Regions from separate parts of the Mus musculus genome. Here region 1 is linked to region 2. A link is a contact called in public Hi-C data. All regions are on one chromosome and are shown on one strand. The core of a region is the stretch at or near the end of the contact, and the rest is flanking DNA. Distances in the headings are between cores, read along the strand shown.

Region 1 (7,551 bases), core at 5,029-7,528, 250 kb after region 2:
ATTTTGGAATGAAGATGCTATCCACAGTGTTATTTCAAGCGCAATCAAGGGGATGATGGGCTGGGTCTAAGTGCGTCAGGATGTATAATGGACTCCACATTTAGCACACAGGTTAAGAGTACGTTTTACAGGAAAACCATGCCCTGTGTGTTTTGCTTTGAGTCTATGCCTTGTGTGTTCCACTTTGAGTGACCCCCTCTTGCTAGGATGCCCAACTCCTTACCAGAATGAACTCCAATGCGGATCCACACGGGGAGGCCAGGGAGATGCTCCAACTCAAAGGTCCCTATGAAGCTGAGGATGTCCAAGGCCATCTTGGAAATGTCTACCGCGTGTCGGTTGCCGTTTCTCATAGGCAGACCGCTGGCCACCACGTAGGCGTCACCGATGGTTTCTACCTGTGGAAACATGCTCTCGTCAGTGGCTCTGCCCCATGGGAGACTGAATTGAACAGAATCCTTTGCCGAATGCACATAAGAGTAAGGGATGGGAGCTCAGATCGAGCAGTCCTGTTTACCTCATTCAGGGCCCATCCTATGACAATTTCTCTAGTTCTCTCTCTCTCTCTCTCTTTCCTTAAGTAGTCTAGTTAACTGGATGACAAAACAACTATGGAAGATTTTAGCCATAAAGAAGAATTTTATAGTTAGATTGTGCAGATGAAGTGTCTACACATTGTAAACAATTCTGTAAGTGTTCAAGTAATCTGTTCGCGGGGCTGTGGACATGGCTCAGTGATTGAGGACACCGCCTGCTCTTGCAGAAGACCAGAGTGCACTTCTGCATTCACTCGGTGACTCATTCCCATTTGCACCTTCAGCTTCAGGGCATCAGATGTCCCTGTGGGCACCTGCATGTAAGTGGTGTAGTCACGGAGGCATACGCATGCCCATACATTTCACAGTGAAAATTGAGACTAAATAATGAAATGACCTGACTGATCCTATATGATTTCAGTCATAAACCAAATTACCAGAATAAACTTTAGTGATTATGGTTTTCAGTATAGTATTTTGCCAAGCGTAATTGTAGGTTCCTTCAAGAATAGAACATTTTTATGGTCTCGAGCAATGTTTACAGTAACTCCACTCTCTGGGTTTCATTTATGGCCATCTTACATGCTGCCCTTGCTTTGTAGGGGATTTGAAACACTTCCGTTTCCTCTGTATTTGTCATCCTAAAATTATCCATGTTGTAATTTGTTCCTTCTGGGTCACTTCTTAAGGTAATTTTGACATCTGACCTTTTAAAATTCTTCTACACCTCTTCCGTTTCAGCTTGGATTCAACCACCACTTCAGTGAGTGTTAAAGAAGGATGGATTAAGTTTTTCGTACATGTTTGTATGTGCCTGTGTGTGGGCTTGTGCACATAAGTGCAGGTGCCTGCGGGAATCAGAAGAGGATGACAGATCCCTTGGAGCTAGAGTTATAGGCAGTTCTGAGCCCCCATGAATTGGGTGCTAGAGCTCAATGCAGGTAGAATAGGAAGCGTTCTTAACCTGCCTCTTGTTATAGCTGTACCGGGAGGAGAGGACAGGAGTTATAACAGGGGCGACTGTGTCAGGCTCTGGTGGCCTTGGGCCTCTCAATGGTCACAGCCTGAGGGCTGGAGCAGGTACCTTGTAGACGTCATGGTGGTCCACAATCTGGTCAAAGCTCTTGTAGATGTCGTTGAGCATGTCCACCACCTCCATGGGCGTGCTATACTTGCAGATGGTGGTGAAGCCCACAATGTCACTGAAGTAGATTGTGACTTCTTCGTACAGCTCTGGCTCCACGATGCCTTTCTCCTTCAGTGACTTTACCACCAGCCTAGATGAGGCAAGTGGAAAACAACCTTTAACCTCCATAGAGTTTCCTTGCCTTGCAGTTTAGATTGTAGCGACTGTCAACAGGACTGAAAAATGAATTCCAGTGAGTGTCCAGGAAGCAAAACCAACAGATGTCCTATGTTGTGTGTGTGTGACTCCATTGCCTGCTTGTGTGTGTGTGTATTTGAACTTGGATGAATATAAGCATTTTCAACCTTAACTTAGATTAGTAATATTCATAATCTCCATTTCAAACAAGCATACACCATATTCAGAAACCTCACTGTCAAGTGTGTTGCTGATGTAAGAAGTTGACCCTAAAGCTATGAGCACTAAAGAGCTTGACAAATGTGCCCTTCTCGCCAAAGCTAACAGTTCTGCCCCTCTCAGATACTTCGTGGTATTATTATTATGGATTCCAAAGAGAAGTCGCTCAGAAAACCTCGCTGAGGGGATGGAAGGGGCAGCTTCTCAGAGCAAGTCCGACACCTGAGTGGACTGGGACTTCCTATAGGGGACAAGGTGTCTGCCTTCCCCACGGGGGGAGCGTTCTGGGGCTGACTGGGGTTCAGGACTCTCTGCTGCCGTTGGGGTCATTTTGAAGGGAGCCTGAGCAGAAACCTCAGCATCAGAATCTGAGACGCTGGCTGGGAGGTGCAACACTAGCCTATGAGAACAAAGCTCTCATTTTATTTTATTTTGTACATGTGTTTGCTTAAATGTGTGTACGTGTACTGCAAAAGTGTGTCTGGTACCCGCAGAGGCCAGCAGAGAGCACCTTTGAGACTGGAGCTAAAGATGGCTGTGAGCTACCATGTGGGTGCTGTGAACTCAGGTCCTTTGCAAGAGCCACAAATGCTCCTAACCGCCAAGCCACATCTCCAGTCCCTAAATCCTTCATTTTTATATAGATAAGAAAACCAAGGGGTGAAAAGGAAGTGGGAATTTCATGTGATCCCATAGCCTGCTGCAGACAAAGCTGTTACTAGAACTGAGCAATGCCTGTCTGTCCTCTGCACCACGACCTGTCTGCAAGCCAAGGCATGTTCAGGGAGATGGAGAAGATTTGGAGGTGACACTAACAGTTGCAGAATCCTTGAGGATCGTTCAGAAAACCCATCGTCTATCAGTCACAGGGGTCTGGGACACACAGAGACTCTCCAGTGCGTAGAGGAAAGTCTTTTCAAGTGTAGTAACACAATGTAGGGACCTTTGCAAAATAGCCCTTGATGTGGCTGGTAAGAGAAAGAAAGAGAACTTCAGGTGGTGAGCTTGGGTAGAGGGTTGCTGCTGTCACAGAATGTGAATACAAATTAGATATCTTGGTTTTCTCACAAGAAGGAAACCCATTTACGTTTTCCTAATCTCCTGGGTACTGTTCAATAAATGCTGAACTGATGGTGATTCCTACATACACACTTCAGTGTTGCTATAAATGTTGCTTTTTGGTTCTTCTGGACAGTGTCTACCTTATGTTATTGTGGAAACATGAAGTTTTCATAAAGATAAAATGTATTTTTTTCCAGAGTTAGAGTAAGGCCTGGCTTCAACCACCTAGCAAGATGATTGGGGTGGGAGAGGTGTTCAGCCATTAAGAGTGCTTGCTGCTTCTGCAGAGGACCCAGATTTCTTCCCAGATCCCATAGCAGGGAGCTCACGACGACATATAACTCAAACTCAGCAGATCTGATGGCCTCCACGGTTCTGTGTGGGCAACTACACTTGAATGTACAGGCAAGTATGTTCATGTGCACGTGCGTGTGTGCACACACACAGACACACATACAATCTTTAAAAAAATTGTCATCTTGTGATCATGTTGAACCAAGCTTGTGAAAACTTGAGTTGCAGAGGCAGCTGTTTTATCCCACTGACGTGACATTGTTGGCTAAAACCTCTGATGGTGAAACCCTGGGACAACTATGGCATCATGTTTCTCAATGAGGCCTTACTGTCCAGGCAAAGAATTCTGCATGACATAGTGAGTTTATGTGGCTCAGGCAACACATACCCTCTTTGACATAGAGGTGGGTGGTTCTAGTGTATTTCCAGAATGCTCTCCTAATCTGTGTGTATGAGCTGGAAGGCTCATGGTCCTGATTAGGCTTTTCCAAGTCCCAGGGACTGAATGGGGCACATGTGTGTCCCCCACCTCTTTGCCCAGGTTTATAGAGGAGAAACTACTTTTTATTTGGAAAATAGTCATTAGGACAGATGGGGGTGGATATGGGAGGGGTTAAGGAACCAGCAACCTGGAGAAGCCTCAGTTACTGTGTATACCCCAGCATGAATGTTATAGACGAGTGTTGGTTTCCTATCTGCTACCCAAGATACTGAAGGAAGATGGGAGACAGGTTGGATCATCTAGGTTTCCTATCCAAGACTGCTCATCAATAGTAGCCAGTGGAAGCAAGCTTTGAAGTCAGGTCTCACTGAGCTCAGTTTCCGCAATTTTACCAGAGCTAGGCTACCTAGCTTATCCTTACACTCAATTAACAGCTTGCCACACCGGAACGGGAAGAGACCATTGCTTCTTGCTTGTACAAAGCCATTGACCAAACCATCACATTGTGATTCCTCATTTATCTTAACATTCCGGGGGAACTTATTCGAATGACAGTGTTCTGAAAACATTAAGCTCTTTGGGGATTTCAGTCCTAATGCCCTTTCTCTTCTGTCCTGACTATGTTTCATGAAGTTCGCTCATAGATGGTCTGATGGCAAGACACCTGCCTCGTCGCCCACAGACAACTTCTAGTTCTTGTGACTTGGACTTTGCTTGTGATGTCAAGAAGAAAAGCAAAGACACCAACACTGAATGCCTGAGAGCCTCAGAGAGCGTTCACACAGCACATGCGGCAGACTTGAGTTTCCATGCTGAGTCTGAGGACAGACGGACAGCAGTTTGCCTGAAGGCAGAATGTAGACTTAATGAGATATTAGAACTCACAGCCCTCTACTCAGTCCATAATCCTCACAGTAACTTCTTTGCTTTGGGAATTCAGAGTGAAATCAGGAGGTTCAGCAAGGTTCAAGCATTTTGAACCCTGAAGGGTCTATAAAAGGAAACCACCCTAGACTGCCCCAAACAAACCAAAGGCCAAACCAAATGCAGAACAAAACCAGCAATGGGGAGAGGCGGCCACGTTGAAGGTTTCAGCTGGGAGCCTGGCTGTGGAATCACGGGAAGCCATGTTTACAGGTGGCTGGCCTTACCGTGGGAGGAGCATGAAGTTAAGGTGGTCAGCCCTGTCCCTCTCCGCCTTGTACAGCTGAGTCCTTTCCTCCACCAGATGTTCCAGGTTTCGAGAGTACAGCTGGAGACGTCGGATCAAGGTGTCCATGTAAGACTCGTTTTTCTGGTCATGGAAAAGGCTGCAGGTGGTAACAGATGAAGGATTTTTACACATCACTGGGAAGGGGTGTGAGGGGGGTCTCATGATGTTGTGTATGTTAAAGATAATGTTTATAACATGCTAAGACATAGAAAAAAGTTCTGAGATCCCACAGCCATTCTGCCATCGTGATTACGTCATTGACAAGTTCCCACTTCTGCCCTCAGACGGTGTAGGCTTGCTTTGTATAAGTGAGTGTGTGTCTGTGTGTTTCTGTGTTTGGTATGTGTGTGTGTCTCTGTGCCTCTCTCTCTGTATATGTGTATGAGAGACTGGTTGTGTCTCTGTGTGTCTCTGTGTGTGTGTTTATGTGTATGTTGTGTCTCTGTGTATGTTTATTGTGTGTGTTTGTGTGTATGTGTGTGTGTGAGAGAGAGAGAGAGAGAGTGTGTGTGTCATAGTATGGGTTTGAAGGAGGTTTGAGGACACCATCATTGTTTTGGGTATGAACTCAGGTGACTAGTCTTGTTGACATCTCCACAGTCCCAAGAGACAGAACTTTTTTTATAACAAGCTCCCAAGGGCTCTTACTTGACCCCAGCAGTAAAGGTTCGTTAGGCAGAATGGGATCAGGAGCAAGCACAGGGGAGGTGGAAATGAATGGATTCAATTAAAAGTTTCCCCATCTTAACTATGGATCTTCGTCACCTAGGGAATTATTAAAACTCCCGCTAAGTTACACCTTAGCCCTGTTACATCAAATGCTCTAGGGCAGAATTAAGGTGCCAGTGTTTCTTAAAGCTCCTTGGGGAATCTCAAATGAACAGCCATGTTTGAGACCCACCAGAGTCAAGGGTAAAGACCAGGGGCCCATGATCTATCTCCATGAGAGTCCCTGTCACTGATACTGCACTGTCCCATCTGACCTCGGTGACAGCCAGGGGAGGAGTGAAAAGGCGAGAATTGAATCTGTTGCTAGTTCCTGCTCTATTCAAACAGTGCACACTTCTGCCAATCAGACCATGGCTCCCATCTCTGCCTTGGCTTCTCACCTCAGCAGGTGTCTGAATCTTAGGGCCTAAGGACACCTCCAGAAAGTCAGAGATGGAAGGAAGTTTAGAAACCACCCAGCTCACTCCAGTTTCATGAATGAGGAAGTTGGTAGCCTGCATCTGCGTCTGCATGTGCGTGTGCATGTCTGTGTGTGTGTGTGTTGATTTGCCCTCTGTTCCCAGCAAGCCAGCATTATGTCTTCCTTGGTGCTTGGTTTCTCAGTTCTCCAGTCACTGTCCCTTTCCCATCTGTAGTGTGTTATCTAAAAGCACACAGCATCGAGGATTTGGTATCGCTGGATCATGGGATATAACACCCATTTTGAACACGAAGGCTCTAGTGATTCAGAAAACAAATCTAAAGTGTCTGGGGCCATAGCTGGTGATTTTGGAGATCTTTAAAGCTTGCTGACCTTGGTGGCTGGAGAGATGGTTCATAAGAACCTATCCTGCCTTACCAGAGGACCCTCGGTCACCTCCTAGGACCTATGTCAGGGGACTTACAGATCCAAGTTCAGGTCTAGGGAATCCGGGTGCCTGCGCACAGGTACACAAACCCACACATATACAAAGAATTAAAAATAAAAGCTAGATCTTAAAAATATTAAGAACTTTCTAATGTTAAGAATTACCCATCTGGGCCCAGAGACATGGCTCAGTGGTTAAGAACACTGACTGCTCTTCCAGAGGACCTGGGTTTGATTTTCCAGCTCCCTTGTGGCAGCTCACAACTGTCTGTAACTTCAACCCCAGGGTCTGATGCCTTTTTTGGCCTCTGTGAGCACTGCATGCACAAGGCACACAGACATACATGCAAGAACCCCCCTATATGTGTGTGTATATATATATATATATATATATATATATATATATATATATATATATATATATATATATATATATATATATACATATATTACCCAGGAGCATTATAGAATCCCAGGACCCAGGTTAGACTTCCAGAAGGGTCTGGAAGTCTGGAAATTATGCATTTAATTAAAATATGTTTCATACATGTTTTCTTCTCTGTTAATTCTTCCCAAATCCTCCCTACCTCCTCATGCACCCCAACTTTAAGGTTCTCTTAGAAACTATGTCTTTTTCAGACTTATTAGCTTAAGTGTGTGTACTGGAGGAACACTGCTCCTGGATGCAGCTGCCCAGGAAGCCAGAAGCATCCTATCTCTTGGAGCTGGAGTCACAGGCAGTTGTGAGTCTCCTGATGTGGGCTATAGGAACCAAACTTGGTTCCTCTGCAAGAACAGTGCGTGTCTTAACTGATGAACCATCTTTCTTGCCTCTGGAAACTATTTTTAATGATAAAAAGTATGATATATTATGATGTATTTTGT
Region 2 (7,629 bases), core at 3,115-5,614:
TGTGTGACATTAGGCAAATTACCTAACCTTTCTGAGTCTCCAGTTGTCAGGCCGCTGCTTTGCCTGTACAAGCAGCCGTGAGGCTGAAACTTGCTTCTGCATGCAGTGGTTGCTTTCACACACACCGCTGAGCAGAGCTGGATGAGGTGGCTTTGGTCTGTGTGACAAATGCCAAGCAAGCCATCCACAGGAGGAATAGAAATTTAACTTGGCTCTGTGTGCTGCAGGCTTTATTTAGTCTGGGGTTCAGTCCGTGGTCAGCTGTTTGTGCTGAGTCAAAGGTCTCTAAGGGAGGATGGGGGAGAAGGAAATTTCTTAGTTTTTGTTGACCATTGCAGCAGCAAGGGTCACAAGAGGACAGGTTTTCAGGGGCGCATCTTTAATTCCAGCATTTGAGAGATAGAGGCAGATCGCTGTGAATTCAAGGCCAGTCTGGTCTACTTAGAGAGTCTCAGGACAGCCAGGGTCACAGAGAGAGAGACCCTGTCTAAGAGAAAGAGGGCTGACAGCCCCTGAGACCAGGCTCAGCAGTTACTTCTCTAATTAGGCTTCACCTCCAGCCTTTATCATCTCCTAAGGGTACAGAACTACCAGCCTGCAATGTCAACATTCCAAAAACTGAAGCTGGAGGATTGCTTAGAGTTCAACACAAAGAGCATCAGACCAGCCTAGTCTATAGAGTAATCCATGTCTCAAAATTGAATTTATTATTAAAATGAAGTGAAAGCCACAAGTTACAGGCAGTTGAGAAAATTCAGTTATACAACCATTCGTTAAGCAAAGCCACTTGGTGAGCCGGGAGTGTTCACTCATGCCTGTAATCTCAGTCCTCGAAAGATCACGAGTTTGAGGCCACTGTGGGTTACCCAATTACCAGGCTAGTACCAGGCAACCGTGATCGCATAGCAACACCCTGAGTCAAAATACAAACAACCAGGGCCGGAGAGATGGCTCGGCTGATAAGAGCACATTCAAAACCTTGAGGACCAGATTTCAAATCCCATCACCCATCTAACAAACCAGCAGAGAACCTGCCCAAATCTGAAGCTGCACCATTGAGAGGGTGGAGACAGGAGGATTGCTGGGATTTGTTCACTTCCCAGCCTAGCTGAGATAACAAAAGGTCCTGCCTGGTTCGGAGAGAGACCCCGCCTCAAAGGAATAGGACTGAAAAGGAAAAAGATGCCCTGGAACCCTCCTCTGGCATCTACTCGCACGTGTGCGTGCGCACGCACACACACTTAAAAATCTTAAATTCAAACAGCAGCTCAGAGAATACAGAACAGAGACACATCTCCAAAGTCTTCTCTAGAGCTTTTAGAACTATAGAATGAATCCAAGAAAGCCAGGGTGGGGCTGTAACTCGGTTGGTAGGGTATTTACATAGCATCCACAAAGCCCAGAAGTCAATCCTCAACACCAAATAATCTGGGGATGGCGGCCCATGAATATAAGTCTAGGACTCAGAAGTCGGAGGCAGGAGGCCAATCTGGGCTAAAGAGCATGCCTCAAACAGGAAGAAATAAAAATAGAAGAGGAGAGAGAAAGAAATTATAGCTTCAATAAATTACTCCTGGGCGTGGCTGACAACCAGAGAAGAAGTGACACCTGGGACACAGGCTCAGGACCATGCAAACTGCCACTTGAAGTTCTGGGGCTTTTAAATGTAGCACAGCCAAGGCCGCCTGTGGCCAGCAGAGGGAGTTCTTTTAGAAGATGGAATGGTAAGGCGTTTCTCCCCCGGAACAAAGGAAGTATTGTTGGAGGTGGGGGTGGGAGCACCACGCAGGCAAGCAATCTCATGCTCAGACAACACCCCTGGAATCCAGTTCCACCTCAGGATGAATCAAGTACCACTGAGGAGAAAACACAGACTGCCGGGGCTACAGGCTTGTTTATCAGGACGTCAGGAGCTCAACTGCGAGGAGTCAGCTGAAAGCTCTCACCCCAGGAAAGACACCCCAGAGCCCAGGACAGAAAAGGCATAGAAGGTCAAGTGTCCAAAAAGCCACGTGATAGGAAAAGAAGACTCCAGGAAGTGATAGGCCTGGGCCAAGAGAATGTATTTGAATTTGATCCATCTGTTCAACACATATTTATTCCTTGCTTTTTAGCAGGTACGGTGTCACAAGCCAGTTGTTCAATTTTGATCAGAAGGACATGGCTTAAGGGGAATATAAAGCTTAAAGGAGGAGACAGGGAACCTATAGAACAAGCACACCATGTGAGGGCGCACGCGTGCACACCACTGCAGTGTACTGTAACCAAGTAGACTGGGAGGAGGAAGGAGGCCAAGTGTTCCGCCAGGCCCAGGGAGGAAAGGCCTGAAACCAGAGAGGATGAGATGCCAGGGCGCCTGTGGATCGCCAGCTTATAGAGCAGATAATGAGGGTGGCCTAAAGAGCCCACTGGACCATCAGAAGGCCAGAGGCCATACCTTAATTTCTACCTTTCTAGAATCCCCTCTAAGGTTTCACATTCTGGAAAGTTCTATATAGATATTTTGTGCCTTCCTACAATAATTACTTAGCACTCCTGAATCTCAGAGGACCAAATTCAATGGATGCATTCACATTTATCTCATACCCATTTTCAGGATTCCGGGAAACCAAAGGTACCTACAGCAGACTCTATCCGGCAGAGAGAGAGGAAGGGAGCAGGAAGGGAGCAAGTGTCAACCTTCCCTTTCTTATAAATAAATAGCTTCTCTAGGTTGCCTGCTACAATTGGCCTTTTCCCAGAACTTTATGCTCCACTGAAATTACTTAAATAAACAACTTTGGGTTTTGTTTTGCAAAATGCAGGGTTTCATGTACCTCAGACCGGCCTCAAACTGCTTACATAACCTTGAACTCCTGATCAACACACCCACCTCCTGAGGGTTGCTGCCACTCACCACCTTCGCGACTCTGGTTCTTAACACAGGAGAAAAAAGGCTGTTCCCAGCCCTTGACTCCGGATTTAGGGCTAAACTTTAACTAATTAATTTATAGTTAATCCCATGAACTATTATAGAAGCATTTCAAATGCCATGCATAGGAATAAGAAGAGATGCATATGAAACAGGCAGAATGAAGCATCCTCAGCTAGGCGGCCAGGCATTTTGGGTTTGGACAAGAAACTGCTCAGCAGCTTTCTGACAGCTTCACACACTACCTGAACTGGCCAGCAGAGGGCGACGAGGGAGCCGTCAGACACAACATGGAGCCACACCCAGATCATGGTTGCTTTTTCTAGTGTCTCTTCCGGAGTTCTCAAAAAAACTCGAAATAAGAAATTCTTGTCAAAGAAAAAAGAATGAGAGAAATCGAGACGATCTTTTTATTGAGATAATAGCATAAACATACGACTACTGGGCATTTTCAAGTGGACAAACCTGGGGGAATTTCACTTCAGCATCATGCTACATGCCTGTCTAATCCCAGACATAAGAAACGCCTGCGTGTGATATAGCTAAAATTCACAAATCTCTCAGCAGTGTTTTGACCTGAATCTGTCACATCCCCACTTTGCCCCTACCCACATTCTGGGAAGAATCCTGCTCTTCCCTCACCCGGCAACCCCCAGTCAGCCTCCTGTATCTTACAGTTCACACCATCTGATCCAGGGGTAAAGTTACAACTGGAAAAACAAACCCATCTGCGTCCTTCAGTTCTTCCTCTGGCACGTCTACAGTTGCGGAAGGCAGTGAGCACAGATACTGTTCCCCAGCTCTGAATGGTAATAAAAATTATCAAATTCTTTTACCTTACAGTTAATGAAATGGAAATGAGCAATGAACTCTACCCAAAACCTTAAGTCAGTGATGAGAAATGTAGTTGTTTCTGGGCCTGTCTGAGCATCATTTGAAGCGCACCATGTTAACTGATAAGATAACAACTCAGAAATAACTAATATCATAAAGCCAAAAGGCTTACAACCTAGATCCATTAAAAAAAAAAGAATTTAATTTAATCTACTTCATAGTTTTTTTGTTTTGTTTTGTTTTGGGGGGGTTGTTTGTTTTGTTTTTTAAGAAAAAGGGAATGGGGGTGGGGTGGGTGGGAGATTGTTGTAGGACACTGGATTGAGGGAGGGCGGGAGGTGTAGAGAATGGGGCGGTTCCGCCCTAACAAAGAGGCAGAAACTGTGTCTCAACAGCCACCAAATCCAGTTCAGGGCGGTTTGAGCCAGTTTCTGAGCTGGATTGAGAACAACAGCCACAGGCTGAGACTTCACTAGGGTGAAATGGAAAATCTAGCATGGATTTTACAGACAGACCTGAACTGGACGGGGACTTGCTGGAACCTAAACCCAGTTCCTGGGGTGGCAAAGTCAGATGAAATACCAGGCCTGGTGCCGGATCGGTTGCATATCATCGCAGAGAAAGTTCAGAGTCGGGACTCTCTGTTGAGATCCGGTCCACATTTTCCCTCCTGCTGCTTCTGACTGTAGCTGGTGAGGGAAAAAGGGCCCCAGGATATCAGTTTTCAGAGAGCTGGCCAAGGCCTTGGGGGGAGGGGAGGACTTTGCGGCCTGGTTTATTGCCTGTGCTGGAGAGTGGGGGCGGGGAGGGAGGTAGGAGGGTCTGAAACACTGAGAGGAGCACTTCACACCCTGCATGCAGTTCACACCATTTTCCAACACCTATGTTTGCATATCTTTGCAAAGCACAAAACACACAACCCCCCCATGCCTATGGTACACCCGGCTAACAATTGGATGACAACATCTTCTGCCCCAGGCGTTGACAATGCATGTGCCCAGTTGGGCCAAAGTGCTCTCCTTCTGTGTCCCCAAATACACACATGCTGTACACACCTCAACTCAAAGCAACAGCAATCTCAGACGACACTGGAATGATGGTTAAGTCTTTGACCGGCTCCCCTCCCCCAGCTGGTTGTCCAGCAGCCCCCAGGGTGAGCGACTCCAGGAGCAGCTGCCACCCAGTTGAACCGGATGTCGTCCAGTGTGCACTTCCTAAGGCCACACAGGGGTCAGAGGATTCCCAGACAGCTACCACCCCTCCACCTTAAAAATCTCCCAGGACTTTGAGGAGTTCTAGAACCTAGACAAAGCCCAGGTCAGTCTCGTTTGGAAAGGAGGAGGAGGAGTGTGGAACCTCTCCTCTTGAATGTCCCCAAATGGTTGGAATCTTTCAGGGTCAGCAAGGGAGCACCTGGAGTCTTAGAAGCCAGTCTGCTCTGGGAATGGGGGAGGGGAGTTCCTTTGGTGTGTCTGTGGGTGTTGAGACGTTGAGGGAGAAGACTGGGAGACCCAGGGCTGAAATGTCGACATGCCATTCCTTCTGTTACTCTTAGACATCTGGAGAGACGGTTGGAACCCAGCCTACTTTGCATTATTTATGTGTGACCTTTGAAGCAGGGGACGCTTGTTACTGGCAGGCATTCTCTATCTGTTGCTTATTGCACAAGTATTGACTAAGTCCTTACATAGAAATGGCAGTATCAAGTGCGCCGGTATGGACCCTATTTGTTTGTATGGTTGTTGCTTGGCAAAGAGGTGGCTGACTTTACGGAGAGCAGCACTTTTATGTGACGATGTAGTAACCCACAAAAGAGATTAGCAGGAGAAATCATTAGAAGCCCCACACAGTACCATGCATTTCATATCTTACATGAGCCTAGCCACTGTACATCCCTGAGAGCGAACGGCATTGCTGTTCCCATTTTAGAGATGAGAAAAATAAAGTTCGAAAGGATCAGGTAGTGTTACTGATCTATAAAACCTGTCAGAGAAAGATATTGGCTCCAAAATCCGTTCTTTTAACCTGACTCTATGCCGCCATCATGGTGTCAAATGCTTGCCAGCATTTCTAAAGCGCCTACTGTGTGACAACCTACTCTGGGTGGAAGACACGGTCCTGGTGACGCTGATGAGAAGATGGTCCCTGCCTTCAGCAAGCTTTCAATCTACTGACTTTTGTTCCAAGAAAATCTCGGGCCTGGCAAGCGCAGGGCTTTATTTTCGGACTCAAAGGCCATCTGGGAAACTTGAACTTCCCAGCATTCCCGTGCAGTGCTGGGTGTGGGGAGGCCTGGAAACCGGGAGTGACCTGGTAACAGCAGGCACCAGACAGGCTAACAGCCTGGCTGCCTGGAAATGGGCAGGGCCTGGCCCGGGGAGCTGTAGCCATGGCAACCCAGCCTGTTTCCAGAACAATGTCTCCAGCCAGGGAAACAGCTCCCGGAGCCTCCCCCTATATAATCCCCAGAGCAGACTGGAGGCACAAAGGACTTCATTCTAGTGTGGCTCTCCACCCTAAGCCAGAACAAAGCCTGCCATTTGTTGCCTGGGCCCTGTCTTTGTGTTGCGCTTGTGACAACATCCACAAAGCACAGCAAATTCCTTCCTTTCCGCTACCTCTTTCATTTATATCGTATTTATTGTAATTTTCCTTTATCCCCATTTTACAGATGCAAGATCTACAGCGTGAAGGAGCTTGATAGCTAAAGCGAACCTTTAAAACCCAGAGGCCTTTCAGGTTTGCCTGTTTTGTGACAGGGCTCTCCAGACACAGTGAAGAGAGGTCCTGTCCACGGCCCGGACACGGTGGCACTTGGAGACTGGCCCTGGACTCGCCCAGGCCGGCTCTCTGGAGATTGAGGTTCGCCCCGCCCCCACGCTGCAGCTCGCCCCTCCCCCACACCACGCCCGCCCCTCCCCCACGCCGCAACCGCAGTCTGGGCCGGAAGAGGAATGCGAATGCAGAAGGCACGCCCGCCCCGCCCTGCAGGCCTCCGCAGCAGCTGGTTCAGAAACTCAGCCTCACAACCTTGAAAAAAAAGACAGCCAGCCGGCGCCTGTGCTGGTCCAGGCCACCCAATGGTTACTTCCTGTGCACTGAAGGTTGTCAACCACCCATGCAGAGTGTAACCTCCCTGAAACCGAGCACAGGGGACAGCCTCCACCCTCAACACCAATAACCCGACAGATAGATGGAAGTGTAATATAAGGACGGGAGAGATGTTAAGGTCTAAGCTCACAATCAAAAACATAACTATAATTATCCAGAAATGTCTACATTTATAAGTAATATAAATATTTAAATTATGTCCCTCCCAAAAGAAATGAGACTTCTAATACTTTATTGTACACTTTTAGCCCCAACACTTGAGAGACAGAGGCAGGCAGAGTGTAAAGGCCTCCCTGGACTACCAAGTGAGTTCCAAGACAGTCAGGGCGGCACAAAGAAATCCTGTCTCAAAAAAGAAAAAAAAGAAAAAACTTGCCCTAAAAAATCGGTGATAGCTCACACACATAATCCCAGCACTCAGATGCTAAATCAGGAGGATTGTCAAGAGTACCCGGCCAGCCTAGGTTGTATAGCAGGATTCTGTCTCAAACACACCTTTCTGCCGCAGAAAAACATGAAAGGAAAATAACTGTTGTTCCCCCTGGAACTCGTACAAGGTTTCAAACAATATTTTCCACCCAGTCGTTAAGAGGTTTCTTTGCTCAAGGGTAACTTATCAGTAAGAACTGTCTCCACCCAGCCCCAGAGGAACAATTGGGAATCACTGCCTTAGAGCCCTCAGAAGGCTTTCTTTCCCCAAGCGTTGAGACTAAATTAAGGGTCCACACTTGGGATAGTCCTTATTTAGAGGCTGACAAAAGAAGAGAGGGAGA

The links. Hi-C and Micro-C count contacts between places; a contact is called where the count stands out from the background.
Region 1: a contact with region 2 is called in a Hi-C map of bone marrow-derived macrophages, with 27 read pairs. The contact joins two enhancer-like sites. A contact is called at or near these places in 4 of 484 Hi-C or Micro-C datasets (bone marrow-derived macrophages, cerebellum, nephron progenitors and 1 more) and 3 of 115 datasets of contacts at active chromatin or transcription factors (astrocytes, differentiating embryonic stem cells and embryonic basal ganglia).

What each region holds. Positions count from the first base shown.
Region 1 is chr6:136,708,018-136,715,568 of GRCm38.p6, forward strand. It overlaps Gucy2c (guanylate cyclase 2c), which reads right to left. Exons shown (of 27, transcript NM_001127318.1): 21 at 5,029-5,187; 22 at 1,621-1,813; 23 at 224-398. Among named protein-coding and RNA genes, the nearest start is that of Plbd1, 50 kb to the left of the region's middle. Within about 2 kb of position 6,279, at least 47 of the 459 cell types and tissues checked have an H3K27ac peak or open chromatin away from gene starts, as enhancers often do. A contact at or near this core is called in bone marrow-derived macrophages and neutrophils, where this site is marked.
Region 2 is chr6:136,464,342-136,471,970 of GRCm38.p6, forward strand. Gm36897 (predicted gene, 36897) reads left to right here. Exons shown (of 2, transcript NR_168025.1): 2 at 6,417-7,067. Among named protein-coding and RNA genes, the nearest start is that of Gm36897, 4.5 kb to the left of the region's middle. Within about 2 kb of position 4,365, at least 387 of the 459 cell types and tissues checked have an H3K27ac peak or open chromatin away from gene starts, as enhancers often do. A contact at or near this core is called in bone marrow-derived macrophages and neutrophils, where this site is marked.